Linked DNA regions of Zea mays: region 2 is linked to region 1. A link is a contact called in public Hi-C data. All regions are on one chromosome and are shown on one strand. Each heading gives the region's core, a stretch centred on a gene start, on an enhancer-like site or on the middle of the called end of the contact. The rest is flanking DNA. Distances are from core to core; before and after follow the strand shown. Region 1 holds the start of LOC100384057 (PGP1). Region 2 overlaps LOC103643177 (ribonuclease E/G-like protein, chloroplastic).

Region 1 (3,219 bases), core at 200-2,699:
ACGATCAGCCGCACGCGATTTTTACGCCGTAATTTCAGGCCTCATTTGCTGTTACGAAACAGATATACGATTTACGCTAAATTTCGTAATCATTTATGATGTTTTAGCTCACGTTTTACGCTAAAATCCATTCGAGCCAGAACCCGCGTACGATCGGACGCACGCGATTTACACGCCGTAATTTCGGGGCCCATTTGCTGTTACGAAACAGATATACGATTTACGCTAAATTTCGTACTCATTTATGTTGTTTTAGCTCACGTTTTACGCTAGAATTCGCCCGAGCCAGAACTAGCACACGATCGGACGCGCATGGACCTGGCTGGGGTTTCCTGTACTAATGGAAGCCCTGGACTTTCATTAACTCCTCTCTCTCTCTCTCTCTCTCTCTCTCTATATATATATATATATATATATATATATATATATATATATATATATATATATATATATATATATATATATATATATATATATATATATATATATATATATATATATATATATGTGTGTGGTGCCTTTCTTTCAAAACATATTATGCAACGCGTACCGTATCTCAACAAACACCTTCAATAAGTTGAGTCGGGGTAGATCTCAAGGCTACATAAAATAGTTTTTTTTCTAGAATGGATGCATTTGTTTTAAGAGAAAAATGATGCACTTGGAATGCATCAAGCAAAGGGATGTAAGAATGTTGGAAAAACACATGAACCCGTATCGCGAGATGCTTATTTATCCATTCTTTATCACAGTGGATGCATATGCAACAAAACCAAAACAGATGGTTAGCGAGTGACAGTATATAGAGATCTAAAGTTGTCCGACACTTCATCGGTAAAAAAAGCAGCATAACCGAGTGAATGGAAGAAAAACGAATTTCTCATATACACAGCAGGTTTTCTTAAAAAACGTTATATCGGTATTATATTAAGAAGAGACCAAAATATGGTCCTGTCGAGAAAATTTCTAAACATTAGTTCTCATCACCAGTGAGCCGTCACCATCTAGTTTGCAACGGTCCAGTTAGAGTGCACTCAGGACTCGCAGCGAGAGAATTTTTTTAATCAAGCCTAAAATTCACTTTCGGACAAATCGAACTACTCATAAATATTAACCATGAGACCTTTTCGCCGCAGCAGGTTTTCTATCGGCCGTTAGATTTTAGTGACGATGAAAATGATAGAACGCAACGTGCCGCATGCATCCATTCCCATTCGTTTTCCACAGTACATGTAGGAGTACTGTGCAAGTAGGGTCCGTACATTCAGTCTCTCTCACTAGTTGGACTCTTCTACTGCTACAAAGACATGAGCTGCCGGGAATGGGAACCGGAGGAGCGAGCGAGCCTGACGGTCTCACACACACAGTCACACTCCCAAGCCAATTATTATAAGAGGCGAGATGAGCAACTCCAGCTCTTAACCAATCCACTCCTCCTCCCTCTCCACCTCCTCTGCTTTGCTCTGCCACTCTGCTGAGGTGGGGGGCAGAGGAGCTCCCCCTCCCTCCTCTCCCCTCCTCGCCATGTCTAGCAGCGACCCGGAGGAGATCAGGGCGCGCGTCGTCGTTCTCGGTTCGCCCCATGCCGACGGCGGCGACGAGTGGGCCCGGCCCGAGCTCGAGGCCTTCCATCTGCCGTCTCCCGCCCACCAGCCTCCTGGCTTCCTAGCCGGGCAACCGGAAGCAGCAGAGCAACCCACGCTCCCTGCTCCTGCTGGCCGCAGCAGCAGCAGCAGCAACACGCCTACTACATCTGCCGGTGGCGGCGCTGCTCCTCCTCCTCCTTCTTCGCCTCCCCCTCCGCCGGCTTCTCTGGAGACCGAGCAGCCGCCCAATGCCAGGCCAGCCTCCGCCGGCGCCAATGACAGCAAGAAGCCCACCCCGCCCGCCGCCCTGCGCGACCTCTTCCGCTTCGCCGACGGCCTCGACTGCGCGCTCATGCTCATCGGCACCCTCGGCGCGCTCGTCCACGGCTGCTCGCTCCCCGTCTTCCTCCGCTTCTTCGCCGACCTCGTCGACTCCTTCGGCTCCCACGCCGACGACCCGGACACCATGGTCCGCCTCGTCGTCAAGTACGCCTTCTACTTCCTCGTCGTCGGAGCGGCAATCTGGGCATCCTCGTGGGCAGGTACGCTATCCCTCCTCCTCCTGCCGCCCCAGCTTGTGTGCGTCGCGAATTGGCGGTCAATTTGGATTGGATGACAAATCACGTCGGTCAGCCAATCGCCGTGGCTACAAACGAGATGTTCAAATCGTTCGCCCCGCTCGCAGAGATCTCTTGCTGGATGTGGACCGGCGAGCGGCAGTCGACGCGGATGCGGATCCGGTACCTGGACGCGGCGCTGCGGCAGGACGTGTCCTTCTTCGACACCGACGTGCGGGCCTCGGACGTGATCTACGCCATCAACGCGGACGCCGTGGTGGTGCAGGACGCCATCAGCGAGAAGCTGGGCAACCTCATCCACTACATGGCCACCTTCGTGGCCGGCTTCGTCGTGGGGTTCACGGCCGCGTGGCAGCTGGCGCTGGTCACGCTGGCCGTGGTGCCGCTCATCGCCGTCATCGGCGGGCTGAGCGCCGCCGCGCTCGCCAAGCTCTCGTCCCGCAGCCAGGACGCGCTCTCGGGCGCCAGCGGCATCGCGGAGCAGGCGCTCGCGCAGATACGGATCGTGCAGGCGTTCGTTGGCGAGGAGCGCGAGATGCGGGCCTACTCGGCGGCGCTGGCCGTGGCGCAGAGGATCGGCTACCGCAGCGGCTTCGCCAAGGGGCTCGGCCTCGGCGGCACCTACTTCACCGTCTTCTGCTGCTACGGGCTCCTGCTCTGGTACGGCGGCCACCTCGTGCGCGCCCAGCACACCAACGGCGGGCTCGCCATCGCCACCATGTTCTCCGTCATGATCGGCGGACTGTAAGGCCCACCACACCACGCACTCTCTCCTTCTGCTGCTCCTCGGCCCGCCCCCGTCGTCATTGCTGCTGACGGTATCTGTGGATCGCGTGCAGGGCCCTCGGGCAGTCGGCGCCGAGCATGGCCGCGTTCGCCAAGGCGCGTGTGGCGGCTGCCAAGATCTTCCGCATCATCGACCACAGGCCGGGCATCTCCTCGCGCGACGGCGCGGAGCCAGAGTCGGTGACGGGGCGGGTGGAGATGCGGGGCGTGGACTTCGCGTACCCGTCGCGGCCGGACGTCCCCATCCTGCGCGGCTTCTCGCTGAGCGT
Region 2 (3,219 bases), core at 244-2,743, 150 kb before region 1:
GTGTTAGCAAATGTATCACTTACAAATTTAGGACCTGTTTGTTTGTGATTATAATATGTCCGGATTATATAATCTAACTTATTTTGAGGTAACACTTAGTTCAAAATAAGTTAGCTTAAGCTTTTGGGTTGAATTGGTTCCAATTTAACATGATATCGGAGTCAGAGGTCTCGAGTTAGAATCCTGACAGAGGCTTTATTTGTGCATGCACTCATTTATTTCCACATTTGCGCTTTTCTCTCCATCAGCTTAAGCTTTTAGGTTGAATTGGTTAGTACGTCCACTGTAACAATTAATACCAAATTTAGGAGGAATTATGTGATGCATAACCACACCTCCAGTCCTAATTAGTTGAGCTAGGCTCGCTTCAAGTTATAGTTACTAATAATAAGTGAGCCAGAATTGGATGTTTCTGTTAATCTTGTTCATTCAACCAGGCTGCCTCTCGACGAAAATCAGACCCTGAGAAACCAAAATCATGGCCAAGGTTTCTGCTTAGAGTGGATCATGAGATGTGCACGTATTTGACGTCCGGAAAGAAGACAAAACTAGGACTCCTGAGTAGCTCCCTTAAAGTGTGGATTTTGTTGAAGGTACAATCTTCTGCTGGTCCCTCGTATTTGTTCTTAGCAGGGTTCACTAACATCTTTAAATGCATTACATTCAGATTGCCAGAGGTTTCTCCCGTGGCGCTTTTGAACTGCTACCGTACTCGGAGAAGGAAAACTACTCTATGGAGAAAGAAACATCAGAGTTGCCCCAAAAAGAGTCCAGGCCCAAGCTATCTGTCTTTCCTATCAAGAAGTGGATGAGCCGGGCCAAGCGTGCTAAGTGATTCTCTTTTATTAGCATGGGGCCTTCCTTTGTATTCACAACTTAGAATGAGTAAAGATTCAGGAAGAGGATCATTCTTTTCGTTCATGAAATCTCAGCGTCGGATATCTAGAGATCTCTCGACCAGCTTTTGTTTACATTTTTTTAGGAATTCAGACAATTCCATGTTTAGTTTAATCCAGAAAATTTTCAGCAAAAATGTGACGATATATATAACTGTGCAAATCTAGTACCCTTAATAGTAGTAGATCTCTTAAATGGTTCTTAGTGTTACCATAAGATACATAATATATTTATCATGAGAAGACTACGATTACTCTTTTAAGTTACTACATTGTTATGCTCCTTAGGATTTGCTTATGAGGTTCCTCGTGATTTTGTTCATTAGGCTCCTCACTATGTTCTATCATATTAAAAGCCTCGTGTGGTATTATAGATTCACGACTATAATTGTATTTTTATAGAAACTTTACTTAAAAATATAGCATCTTTATATTATATAACAGTAACAGAATGTGTTTCCATTGTCCGATTTCTTGAATCGGGGCACCAGTTTTTTTTCACTTGCGCGTGATAATTAAAACTGCCTGTAGAAGTTTATGCACAAGGTAGACATAGTCATTTTATACTAGTGTTATCGGGGCCATGGTAGGCTAAAAATTAAGGCCCAGTCTAACATTTTCTTTGAACCGTGCTAGCTTAGTCCATAGAATTTTGTGTTGTGCTGTGTTTTAGGCTCCTGATTTCAGATCATGCCCATGATGGCCTAGAAATTATGGCCCATATTCCCAAAGCACTAGGCCAGCCACCCTATTTTTAGGCTTTGATTCGACCATATCTAGGTGAAAAAAGTTGGACTATTGTACTAATTAAACAGACGGACAGACTGTTTCTTATCTAAAACTCACGTGTATGACCAAGTTTACCTCACGCGTATATGGCGATTACGATGGTTCCCTAATCTAGCCATAGTCTGGAGTATCCGTCAAAGAGCTATGAGCTATGATCCTCTCTCCCTTGGAGGAGCTATGAGCTCGTCATCCTCTCTCCCTTGAAATAAACCCGGCCGTCTTCGGCTTTGATCCATTATCAAATACTTTTTAGTTTTTGTTTGTCGCAAAGGTATTATTGTTCTTGATAATACTACTCTGTAGCACTTGATTTTAACGATAAAATCAAATACACGGCAAATATGAGATCAAGAAGTCAAATCACACGTATGGCCACATGTAAGGGTGATACCAAAAGACGTTGCTTAATTACTTAACATATATAGTACAAGAGACATAGCTTAATGATGATGATAGAGGGACTTCATGCTATGGACAAATGCAAAAAGGTAGCATGGTTGGCTATACTTATGGATAACCATTGTTCATCATTTAAGGAGATGGAATTGAATACTCAAGACAAAGACAAAAGATAGGTTTTTGGTTTTGTCGGTCAAAAGGTGTTTAGAGAAAAATATTGACCAGATTAGTAGGCTAGATAGTCATACTACCAAGAGAGGTCAATAATGTCTTCTTGATGAGATTCTTAGTGCCTCGTAAAACATATAGTTGATGCATATGCATGAGGGCTAACAACGCTTTGGTTTGTAAAAGAAAAACTTATTCAAAAGCGTTTTTTGAATGTGGGCTGAATTAAGGTATCGCAGACCGTTCGGGCCAGCACGGAGGACCGTCTGTAGGTCTAACTTGAGGTGATGGACAGAAACTTGGAGTTTCTATGTTTCGCGAAGTTTTGTACTGTGGACCGTCTGGTCCCAGGTGGCACATTGTCCGATGTTGAAGGACTAGTATTTGGACAGAACTCGGGAAGTTCTGTTTTGGTTTTCATTTTTGAACTACGGACCGTCCGGGGCCTAAGTGCGGACCGTCCTCAGTACAAATATTTTGTATTGTGGACCGTCTGGGGTCCAAGTGCGAACCGTTCACAGTACAAATTTGATCATACGCGCAGAGTCAGCAGAACTTCGGTTTGGCTCGATTTTGGTATCGCGAACCGTCTAGGGTCATGGGGCAGACCGTCTGCAAGTCTTTTTTGAATGCTCTAACATTTTTATAGTCGTTTATAGCCATTGGGGTTTTTGTGCGGACGGTCAGGGCTTGAATTGCAGACCATCCGTGAGTGCGCAGAAAAGGGGCATTTGGCCCATAACGGCTAGTTTTGGAGAGGTGGCTATATATACTTGTGTTGCTCGGTTTGAAAAGGTTAAGGAGGCCATTTGGAACACTTGTGAGCATATTGGAGCCTTTCCTCTCGCTCTCTCACTCATATGGGTTGGGATTGCATTCTAATGAGATTGAGCGCCATCTAGTGTATTGCATCAAGTTGTTGATCTTTGAGGCACTAGAGAGATAATTAATCAAGGCTTGTTGGCTT

The links. Hi-C and Micro-C count contacts between places; a contact is called where the count stands out from the background.
Region 2: a contact with region 1 is called in a Hi-C map of leaf, with 4 times the contacts expected there. The contact joins the enhancer-like site here to the promoter of LOC100384057 in region 1. A contact is called at or near these places in 12 of 25 Hi-C or Micro-C datasets (bundle sheath, ear, endosperm and 5 more) and 2 of 3 datasets of contacts at active chromatin or transcription factors (leaf and seedling).

The regions. Positions count from the first base shown.
Region 1 is chr1:206,632,254-206,635,472 of Zm-B73-REFERENCE-NAM-5.0, reverse strand. LOC100384057 (PGP1) reads left to right here and starts at 1,449. Exons shown (of 5, transcript NM_001362241.1): 1 at 1,449-2,128; 2 at 2,272-2,908; 3 at 3,004-3,219. The coding sequence starts at 1,525.
Region 2 is chr1:206,783,550-206,786,768 of Zm-B73-REFERENCE-NAM-5.0, reverse strand. It overlaps LOC103643177 (ribonuclease E/G-like protein, chloroplastic), which reads left to right. Exons shown (of 14, transcript XM_020546661.3): 13 at 438-593; 14 at 668-1,179. The coding sequence ends at 835. Among protein-coding and RNA genes, the nearest start is that of LOC103643177, 40 kb to the left of the region's middle. Within about 2 kb of position 1,493, at least 10 of the 20 cell types and tissues checked have an H3K27ac peak or open chromatin away from gene starts, as enhancers often do. A contact at or near this core is called in ear, leaf and seedling, where this site is marked.